Regions from separate parts of the Mus musculus genome. Here region 1 is linked to region 2. Evidence: chromatin contacts called from public Hi-C data. All regions are on one chromosome and are shown on one strand. The core of a region is the stretch at or near the end of the contact, and the rest is flanking DNA. Distances in the headings are between cores, read along the strand shown.

Region 1 (5,712 bases), core at 1,396-3,895, 100 kb after region 2:
AGACTTATAGGGGGAAGGAGAATGTCCTATTGTCACCAACTGAGGTGCATCTTTGACCATAAAATGTGTCGCTTCTGTGACTTGATATTGTCTTGAGTACTATAAGTCTCTAACTCATATGTTAATGACATATTAATGCCAGTCCTGGTGCTTTTTGTAAAATTGTAAGTGAGAGAGGAGAGTCCTTTGTGGATAACACACTGACACACGCACACACACATGCATATATACATATAGTTATATATCTGAGGTTGCTTTGTGAAGGCACTAGATGGGCTAGTTTTTGAATGTGTAGATGGAATCCAGTAGAGTTGTTATTAAAAGTAATTCATTCAAATAGACCTTGTTGTATGATTGGCCCAGGCTACTTTTCTGACCCCTCACAAACTCTTTTAGAGCCCCATCTGGAGCCAGTACTAACTCACCATGTTTATAACCCTTGAAGGGCCATCTCTAAGGTGTCATGGCTCCTGGCAACAATTCCTTTAGAGAAAGAAAAGAATTACCTTCAATATATCACTGCTTATTGCCAATTGCTTTTAATTTATCTCACATTTCTTCTTTAAGCAACCTATTTTGCGTGTGCATACTTGTATATATGGGTGTGTACACACATTTGGAGGCCAGATGTCGACACTGAGTGTCTTTCACAATCACTTTCCATCTTATTTTTAGGGATAGAATCTTTCACTGAAGCCAAAGCTGTCCAATTTGGCTAGCATGGCTGGCCGAAAGCTTGAGGAATCTACCTGTGTCTACCAGATGCATACTTCCCTGCCCAGGTGTTTTCATGTCTGCTGGGTTTGAAGTTGGGTCTTCATGTTTGTGGTTCTATAGGCCAGGTGTATACCCTGCATGCCAGGTTTGAACTTGGGTCCTCATATGTAGCTCAGGTGTCTACATGCATGCTGGGTTTCAGCTTTGAATGTTCATGTTTGTGTTTGTATAGCAAGCACATTACTCTTTGACCTATCTCATATTTAAGATTGCCAGTTATTTGTTTGTTTATTAGAAACACAGTTTCTCCATGTAGCCCATTCTAGCTTTGAACCCATTATATCACCAAGACTGGTTTCAAACTCATGAGAATCCTACTGCCTCAGTCTCCAGAGTTCTGAGAATGCAGACAGGAACTACCATATTTGGTTGGTCACTTTTTTTTTAAAGGTTTTTCATTTAAATTCTAATGTATTAGCTAGTACTTTTGTTTGATAATAGAATTGTTAAGCTAAAATCCACATATCATATGATCACGCAATAAAGCATAGACCTCAACCTGGGAATGATTGCCTGCGTGATGTGGGCCAGATGACAGAGTAAAAAACTGTATCAACAACAATAAGAACAACAAAAAAATTGAAGTCGTTTTCTTCATGAGTGCAGTAACTGTTTAGCCACCCATGTTCCAGTAATAACTCCCCACCCATTCTTATGCAAGGGACCCCAATTAAACTTGTAGGCCATTCCTCTCCCCAAAAGTAGACATGAAGAGGGATCAAAAAAGTGTTCCATGAGAGCAAGGGACATTAGGAGAAAGTATTAAGGATTGCTGAATATGATTAGAATATAATGCATGTGTAAATTTATAAAAAGTAAATATTTTCACAGTCAGCTATTGGATGGATCACAGGGTCCCCAATTGAGGAGCTAGAGAAAGTACCCAAAGAGCTAAAGGGAACTGCAACCCTATAGGTGGAACAACAATATGAACTAACCAGGTCCCCCCCCCCCCGCCCCCAGAGCTCTTGTCTCTAGCTGCATATGTATCAAAAGATGGCCTAGTCGGCCATCACTGGAAAGAGAGGCCCATTGGTCATGCAAACTTTATATTCCCCAGTACAGGGGAACGCCAGGGCCAAAAAGTGAGAGTGGGTGGGTAGGGGAGTGGGAGGGAGGGTATGGGGGACTTTTGGGATAGCATTGGAAATGTTTATGAGGAAAATACCTAATAAAAAATATTAAAAAAGAAAAAAAAAGAACTCTAAGCCTAAAAAAAAAAGTAAATATTTTAAAACTAATAAAAAAGAGGTGTATAATCCAGTGATTTCTGCCATCATTACAGTCAACTAGGACACATTTTTATTACATGTCCTGCAAGGAACGCGCATACCCATCAGCAACTACTTCCTATACTGTCCTGAATACTCAGGCAAACGTGGATCTCTGTGTGATTTACCTGTTCTGGACTTTTCAGATAAATGAAATCATAATATACATGGCTTTTGGTGATTTTTCCTTATAGTATAGTGTTCATTAATGCCGAAGCATGTTTTTGGACTTTATTTTTGTTGTTGTTAAATACTATGTCATGGTTTGAGTAAACCACATATATCTACTCACAGCTGGATGTTGCTAATATTTCATCTAGATAGTGGTGTTTCAGATAACAGGGACACTCTTGGCCTCTGTCCTGTTCCCAGTTGTGTTTGGTGTGTGTCTCACAGCCATGAGTAATCATACACTTGTTGGACGATTGGCTATTGGTCACTGTGGCACTCTGTTCGCTGCCTGTGACGTGTATAAGTTTGAGTTCATTTCTTGTTCTCTGAAGGTTATAATGGGATTATTTACAATACTGTTTTCTCTATTTGTGAGTTCTCTCAATGACTAAGTGGCTCCTCCTCTCTGTTCAGCCTCCAGATGACTCAGACTTGCGGTCAGTCAGAACAAACGAAAACAAAGGCCAAGGAAAAGATGGTATGTTGGACTTGTACTCCTGGTTGTCTTTTTAATTACTGTAATAAATACTTACAACTCTAACATATTCCCTTCAATTCTACTGAGAAACTTCTATGAAAGTACTAATGTAATGAATGATTTTGAATAGAGTTGGCCCTTTATCATTTTTCCCATCTGATCTCAATGTACATATACATCTTCATGAATGCTTATCATATTCACAGTGGCATGCAGAGCTTTTTGCTTCATTCAGCATACTCAAGAATTATTCCTGGCTAATAACATTTTACAGATGAAAGACCTGACTTGGAAAGCCATGCTTCCCACACCATGCCTCTGGACTGTGGAGTTAGTGCCCTGTTCATGAAAAAGCTCTAAATTCATAAATGGTTTTGTTTTCAGAAATTTTAGAGAAACCTATAAGAAAAAGAGATTATCTTTTAAAAAATGAATTACAATTCTCCTTTTCATGCATTTCACATTAAACATTTATTTCAGAGATGAATTAGAAATCAAAATGAATACAAAGATTCTATTAAGCACCATGGAGAAAAAGTTTACCGTTCTTGTGTTTATAAGAAGGGAAAGCATTCTTAGTTCAGGCTTAAAACATGAGTCTACTAGCTACTTAAACACTGACACAGATGAACTGTGCATTTACATTCTCAACTTAGTATCTGAGGTATTTGTACATCACTGTATGGCCTTGGGCTTTCAAGTAGCAGGGTGAAGGAATGGCTGTCAGATAAACTAGAGGCCCTAAGAGCATTCCGAACCTTTGTCTAGAAATCCCTCTTTAGGACAGAGGTATATGAGGAGGTTTAGAAATCTGAGAACATGTCTAACATCTTTGTTTATTTAGAATTTTCTCAGTACTTCTCTCCTGTATCACCACATAAAAAAATAACAGCATACACACATCATGAGTGTGAGCACACATACATATATGAGCACCACATTTCTGAGTACACACACACACACACACACCACACTCACCCCTATGAAAACACTCTTTTCTGTCTCTTCTGTGGAGCCCTCTGTAGCAACATGTGCTGTATCAGAATGAACCACTGTGTATCAGTATTTCCCCCTGTCTGTGTGCCAGCAGACACTGAAGTGGCACGCAGGCTGGCAGCGCCAGACTTAGCCTGCTGGAGAGCTGGGTCCTCAGAGACACAGACAGATCTTTTGTGCCAGTGTCAATATGCTTTGGAGAAGAGTGACTGCCAGTTGCTTAACAGATATTGAGGAGAACATTGTCCTTTCTTCGTGTTTCCGTCTCTTGCCAGACATCATAATGTAGGCTATAGCAACAAAGGTTCTGTGAGACAAGTCTGTTATATGAGCGCTCTCAGGCTGAGATTGCAGTGGGCAAGAGAGATGTGACAACTTGTAGCCCGATTTATATCTGTTTCTGCTGGAAGGGTAAACAGTAGGAAGCAAGCTGCCAGGCAAGTCACCAGGTAGCTATTGCTACATCAGTTTGGGACAGGGCCCACTCGTTTGCTTATCATGAACTAATGGCGTTTCAAGCACTTTGGAAAGTTCAGAAAGAAATTGTCCTAGATTTATGCCAGTCTTTGTTGTTGTGATAAAACTATTCAAAAGCAGCTCAAGGGAAGGAAGCCCTTATTTGGCTTGCATGTGACACAGTCCATCATCCAGGGAAGCCAAGGCAGGACCACAAGCAGAGACCAGAGGGGGATGGTGTGGTTTTTGTCTTCCTCCCAGGATCAGAGGAAGCTATGTTTCTTATTCAAGTTGGGGACACCTACCAAGGGATTGTACTGCCAACAGTAGGCTGAATCCCCCACATCCATTAGCAGTCAAGGAAATGTTCCACAGGCCAACCTGATAGAGGCAATTCCTCAATTCAGGTTTCCTCTTCCCAAGTGTGTTAAGTTGACAATTAAGGTTAGCCATCACCTATAGGCAAGGAAACATTATCCGGAGATTGTAAAGCCAGGCTGGTTCTGGTTAAATCTGAAAACACCAGTGTCTAATGTAAATGTTTTATCTATACTTGACTTTTTATTCATCCAGAAGTACGTGTTTGAGGGCTGGAGAGGTGGCTTCAGCAGTTAGGAGCACCCTGGTTCCATTGACTGGACCCACAACCATCTGTAACAACAGTTCCATGGAGTCGTCTGGTCTCTTCAGCGCACTGCATACATGTGGTGCACAGGCAAACACACACAAAACACCAATACAAATAAAATTAAAATAGACCTTTAAAAAGAATTTCAAATTAAAAACTAGTAGACTTTGAATGCTGCAAGTACTGTCACATTTCACATTAATCTACATTCTTCACTTTTCATAAAACTACACACCTCTATGAAAGGCCCGTTACTTGTACTTATTTATATATATTAATTAATATTTACCATTTTTCATAGTGATCTATATACTTTTAATTTGTATTTCTATGAGAGAAGAAAAGTATTTTTTTTTAAAAAATAGATATTTCTATTATTTTGGATAACTGGACAAAATTTTTTTAAAGGAATTATATAACTTAGACTTGTTGCCTTCCTCAAAATCAGAAAGGACTGGGGGATGGTTCAATCACTAACGAGCTTGCAAGTAAAATGCTGCCCTTACAAGCATATGAGCACTTGTGTAAGGTTCCCACAGACTATATAGAAAAGCCAGATATACACAATGCTCCACATACATGTGTACATATGTGTGAGTCCATGTGCACAAATGAATGGATACATATAAACATAGAAAAGAGGAAATTGGACTATAGAAATTATATGCACTGGGAAGGCCTAGACGTGTGGGTCCCTAGGTTTGCTACCGGCTATTAATTAAACTCTAGGCCAGTGACCCCAGGACACTTGTCCCAAGAGTAAAGCAGACAGAGGTGAATGACATTCAGGTTTTCCTCTAACCTCCACGCACATGTGCACACATCTGTGAGTCTACTCATGCTAGCCCCTGTATTCGAGCATACACACCCAGACACACACACACACACACACACACACACACACACACACACACACAAGGATACTAGAGTAAAGA
Region 2 (5,461 bases), core at 1,240-3,739:
ATGACATAAGTGCAAGACAGGAAACAACTATTTGTCAGTTTGAGGGTCCAACTCGAGTTTTGAGGCTTGTTAGGCCAAGTGCCTTTACCTGCTAAGCCAGCTCACTGACCCTCTGATCCGTGTTTCTTGTTTATATAGTCAAAATGATGGTATTCATAGGGAACTGCCTTGACTGATAATTTCAAGGCTAGCTCTACTTCCCTTTTTGCCCTCTGCCTACCCACGCAGCTGAACAGTCACTGATCTTTCTAATTAATTAGCATATTCACTTACATCCCACTCACTTTCTCCCTCCCAGTCATCCCTCCTACAATCCTCCCCCTTATCCTTTTTCCCCTTCTCTGAGTAGGCAGAGCCCCTTGGGTATCCCTGTACCCTGGCACATTAAGTCTCTGCAGGTCTAGGTGCTTCCTCTCCTACTGAGGCCAGATAAGGCAGTCCAGTGAGTAGAACACATCCCACATACAGGCAACAGCTTTTGGGATAGCTACCGACTACAGTTGCTCAGGATCCACATGAAGACCAAACTGCACATCTGTGGAGGCCTAGGTCCTTCCTGAGTATGCTTATTGGTTAGTGGTTCAGTCTCTGAGAGACCCAAACGGTCCAGGTTAGTTGACTGTTATTTTTCTGTGGCGTTCCTATCCCTTTTGGGTCTGCAATCCTTCCTCCTGCTCTTACATGAGGGTCCCCAAGCTCCATCCACTGTTTGACTGGGGTTGTCTGCAGCTATCTGAGTCAGCTGCCTCAATGAAGACTCTCAGAGGATATCCATGCTAGACTCTTGTCTGCAAGCATAACAGAGTATCATTAATAGTGCCAGGGTTTGGTGCTTGCCCATCGGATGTAGCAGAGACTGAGGGAATGGCCAACTAACTGGTCACTGATCTATCTTTCATCTCTATTCCTCTGTTCAGCTATAGCACTTCTCTGAGAGCAGTGGTTCTAAACTTGTGGGTCAAGACCCTTCGGGGGAAATAAGTGACCCTTTGACATAGGTCACATATCAGATAATCTGCATCTCAGATATTTATGTGGCATTCACATCAGTAGCAAAATTACATTTATGAAGTAGCAACGAAAATAATTTTATGGCTAGGGTCACCACAACACAAAGGTGTTAAAAGATCGTAGCTTTAAGAAGGTTGAGAACAGGGGTTGGAGAGATGGCTCCGTGGTTAAGAGCACTGACCACTCTTCCGAAGGTCCTGAGTTCAAATCCTAGCAACCACATGGTGGCTCACAACCACCCGTAATGCGATCTGATGCCTTCTTCTGGGGTGTCTGAAAACAGCTACAGTGCACTTACATAAAATAAAAAACCTTAAAAACAAAAAGTTGAGAACCACTGTCTTAGAGGTTAAACGTAAACAGTGCACAGTGCTTGGGCTTGCACACTGCTACTATTATGTGAGAGGTATGTGGAATTGCATGTTTTCTTTAACATCCATTAAAAAAAGAGTAAGACTCCTCCTTTATTAGAGCACCAGTGCTGCTCTCTTTCCCATTGTGTGAAGATTTAGTTAATATATGAAGTGCTGAGAACAGTGCCTGCGGAGGTTAATCCCTCAGCCATTAGCCGGCCAGTAATGCCTCTCCGAGACAAAAGGAGCCCAGTATTTATGCTCCTGTCCAGTCCGGCCGTGAGCTGTCTGAACTCGGCACTGGGCTTTGTGTATCTCAGGCGGCAGAAATCAGTCAGTACAGGGTGTCCACGGGGACACAGGTGAACTTTGAGTGTTTCCCAAGAGAAACATAGAACACCCACCCTCTCTCCTTTTATAACTATTTCAGCTGAAGGATCGAATGTTTAATATGAATTTCTATTAAAAAACCAAATTCCTGATCTCAGAGTGTTTATTGTATTTTGACTGGTTATCACTGGCGCCCCCTGCAGGATTGATGAAGTATTTTCTTGGCCTGCCTCGGCTTGGCTGGGAAATCCTCTGAATGCTTTGTGATTTGGCAGCATACTGCAGCTCTGCAGTAGGAGGCCTGCAGAGAGCATTTTCTACCCGCCGTAAGGTTACCTGGGCATTCCAGGGTGGTGGAAAGGCATGTGATAAGGAAAAGAGGATATGCTAGGGATGGAGAAATGCTCTGTCTGGCCTACTTCGGAATCCCTTACCACTCTTTGGTGGTATCCTCTGATGCCAGGAGTTGAGCTTCTCTTCTTCAAAATGGTGGGCTGTCACAAAGCTTATTGGTGAGTACGAGCAGCAAGGCATCTGGAGAATCCACTGTAGTGTCTGTCCCACACTACACATGTTTAGTATCCGCTCCCGTCCAGTTTACAGGGTAACCCAAGCTCATCCCCACTGGCTCTGCTAAGGGTAAGGCTTTCTTTTGTTTAAGCATGTCCTTTGCTGCAGAGGGATTTTTTTTTTTTTTTTTTTTTTTTTTTTTTTTTTTGTCTTTCAGCCAGCAGGTGGCAACCAAATTAAAGCTAAAAGCTCATCTTATTTCAACATGGGTAAAAACATTGGCTTTTGCATGACGAAATGGCAGGTTGGACAGAGAGCATTTGGAACTGAAGGAGTGACACCAAGGGAGTGCTCTCCACGCTAGACCATGGGTGCCGAGGCTGGCTTTCCTGGGCCTCCCTTTGATTTCGGTTTCTGTATATCCGAGATCCTGAAGGATCCTGCTTCTTACGACACTGTACTGTAAGTAAAATGACTCGCATGGGGAGTGAGTCCTAAGTTGACATGACAGGCTCCCTGGACAGATCAATGCTGTTTGTGGGTTTGCATATTTTGAGGTTTTAATTTATCAAACGGCGAAAATGTCACTGCTATCCTGAGTATTGCCACCATGAAAACACACACAGCATAGTTCATGGCACACAGCGCATACATGATTGAGCTGCACAGATTAAATGACTTATGCTATGCTTATAGACACATGTCCGGTGGATCATGGGATCACATGTAGTCTGACTAACCCTTTCCTCATTGGATGAGGACGTGGAGACCTAGAATGGTTAATTTCTATAAAGTTACAGAGATTAATAATAATAATAATGATTATTATTATTATTATTGATTACAAATTGTGGAAAGCACAATTCCCAAAGCCAATAGTTTTAATTTTCCCCCCAATACCCCAGGGTTCCTCATTATTTCTCACTGGTGTTTGATGGTACTGAGCCTGGCTTGCCATTGAGGGCTAACTGCCCTGTTTTTAAAGACTGGCCAGGATGGGCAGTGTGGTACCACCATAATGGCTGTATTCAGAAGTGTCCCGAGTCACCATCACATGATACGTGCTGCTAGCTAAGGTCCCTTGAGATAAAGTCAGTCCTGAACAGAAAAGATAACCCCTAATACTAGTTTTCTCTCTCAATGCCAGTCAGCCCTGGCTACGTGTCTCTCCATTAGAAGACGATTCCCACTGACTATTGTACCAGTGCCGTGTGATTATCTGATTGGCCAGTAGATACGTCTATTGCTGTATTCTAGGGAAAAGAACCAACACCATGAACTTGCTTACTAGCTGATCTGAAGGTTTGCTAGGGATTTGCCAAGTCCTCTAAAGGAGTAGCCAGAAAGGCAAACATTTCCTTTGTTTAGCTTGCTGCTTACCACTCTTGGTTTTATGGTATCCATAGAGGGAAGGGAGGGCTGGTCAATCTCTCTTTGCTTAGCTGATGACTGTTACCATGTAGCTGCCAGTGTGAGGTCTATTGGTTACCACGCAGATGGTGGTCCATGTCTGTCAACCGATCATGGATTCATCATATTGGAGATAAAAGAAGTTTGGAAGGGTCCCCAGTGGAAAGTGGCCCACTTTTTTTTATCTTATGTTTAACTCTCCCTGCCTGCCTGCCCCACCCCCTGTGTGTGCATATGTATGTGTGTATATATACTCCTGTGGTTGCATACATGTTCCTGGGTAAGTGCAGATGCATGCAGAGAGGTTATACAACAGCAGAATGTTAGTCTTTACCTTACATCTTGTTAGAGACAGGGTCTGTCTTCTGTTGGTTACCACTGTGTGTGCTAGGCTGGCTGGCCCATCAATTCTTGAGATTCTCCTGCTTCTGTTGGCCACCCTGCCATAGTAGAAGTTGGGACTAGTAGATGTTGGTTGCTGTACCTGACAATACATGGTAGACTGTGGGGATTTGAACTCAGTTCCTCATGCCTTATCCAGTGAGACAATTTCCTAACTCACAACCTTCGTTTTATATATGAAAATTCTCAGTGAGATATCATTGAACCATCAGGTCTCAGGTAAGCAGAATATTATTTTATGCTATTACTTAGGGCAGAAAAGACATAGTTTTTAGTCATTTCAGTTCTAGTTAAATGCTCCAAACCCAGTAGAACATCATCGATGGTTTAGGGAAGCTAAAAAAACAAGAGGTTTTCCGCCTCAGCTGTGCACTTGCACATAGTAGAGTTCAACTATGTATCTCCTTGAATCTTTCTTTCCTGTGTCAGGAGTCTCTCTGAGACAGGCTTTTATTAAATTTAGACAGCTTGGATGTATCACATCCTCATGGTGTATATCAGGAGATTGAATGAAACAAAATCTGAAATTCACAGGGATAATTTAAGCACAAGCAACGGTGAGATCTGGGTGGGCATCATGCAGGTACCCTCTCAGAGATGCCAGTTCATTCAGACGTTTGCTGCCTCTAGTCCCGGAGAGAGAGGCTCCTAATTACATGTCTACTTCCAGGCCATACACACAAGGTAAGAATGCATAAAGGAGGCTTCCAGCCTTCAAGTCATTTCAAGTAGCGAAGTTAGTAATGTGTCTAACATCTTGGACTTATAAAGCAAAGGTCCTCTAAAATTAGATTCTTGTAATTTATAATTAGACTTAATTATAGTTGTTGATTAGTTGAAAGTGGTAATTTAATGCTGTGCTCTGGAGGATTATGGACTTTGTGTGCTTTTCTTGTACATTTTTTTTTTTTAAAAAGAAGGATTCCAAAGCTCAATAAGACAAAGACAGGTTATGACTACTGACAAATTAGTTGGTTCTAAGTGGTAGTGAGTGATTCTGGGTTCTTTAAAAGTGGGAGATAAAAGCACAGAGGAAAAGGCTGGAGGGATGACTCGGCAGGTATGAGCACTTTCTGCTTTTGCAGAGGACCTGGGTTCAGTTCCCAGCACCCACATGGTGTTTCACATCATCCACATGTGCAGTTCCAGGGAATCTGATGCCCTTTTGTGACCTCTGACCTCTGCGTGTAAAGAGATACACATGGTACACACCTAGATTTTTATGAAGACACAGTGTTAATACTCATAAAATAAGCCTGTAGGAAAGAAATATAGATCCCTGACTTCAGACTGTGTAAGTGGGCAGTGGGTTTCCTTCTCAGCGGACATAATGTTTATCAATCATGACCAATTCTGTAATAGTTTATTAAGAATAAACTCCAGCCTTGCAACATTTATCTTACTAGGGAAGAATGGTCCTATCAGGAATCTAAATATGCGCCATT

The links. A called contact is a pair of places that touch in the nucleus more often than the background predicts.
Region 1: a contact with region 2 is called in a Hi-C map of uterus. The contact joins two enhancer-like sites. A contact is called at or near these places in 5 of 39 promoter capture datasets (the C10 cell line, HPC-7-derived erythroid cells, embryonic stem cells and 2 more), 8 of 484 Hi-C or Micro-C datasets (Sertoli cells, bone marrow-derived macrophages, granulosa cells and 4 more), 1 of 115 datasets of contacts at active chromatin or transcription factors (cardiomyocytes) and 3 of 9 other capture datasets (adipose tissue, liver and pancreatic islet).

Annotation. Positions count from the first base shown.
Region 1 is chr10:26,852,241-26,857,952 of GRCm38.p6, forward strand. It overlaps Arhgap18 (Rho GTPase activating protein 18), which reads left to right. Exons shown (of 15, transcript NM_176837.2): 4 at 2,634-2,697. Among named protein-coding and RNA genes, the nearest start is that of Arhgap18, 83 kb to the left of the region's middle. Within about 2 kb of position 2,646, at least 19 of the 459 cell types and tissues checked have an H3K27ac peak or open chromatin away from gene starts, as enhancers often do. A contact at or near this core is called in granulosa cells and uterus, where this site is marked.
Region 2 is chr10:26,750,837-26,756,297 of GRCm38.p6, forward strand. No RefSeq gene overlaps it. Among named protein-coding and RNA genes, the nearest start is that of Arhgap18, 19 kb to the right of the region's middle. Within about 2 kb of position 2,490, at least 53 of the 459 cell types and tissues checked have an H3K27ac peak or open chromatin away from gene starts, as enhancers often do. A contact at or near this core is called in granulosa cells and uterus, where this site is marked.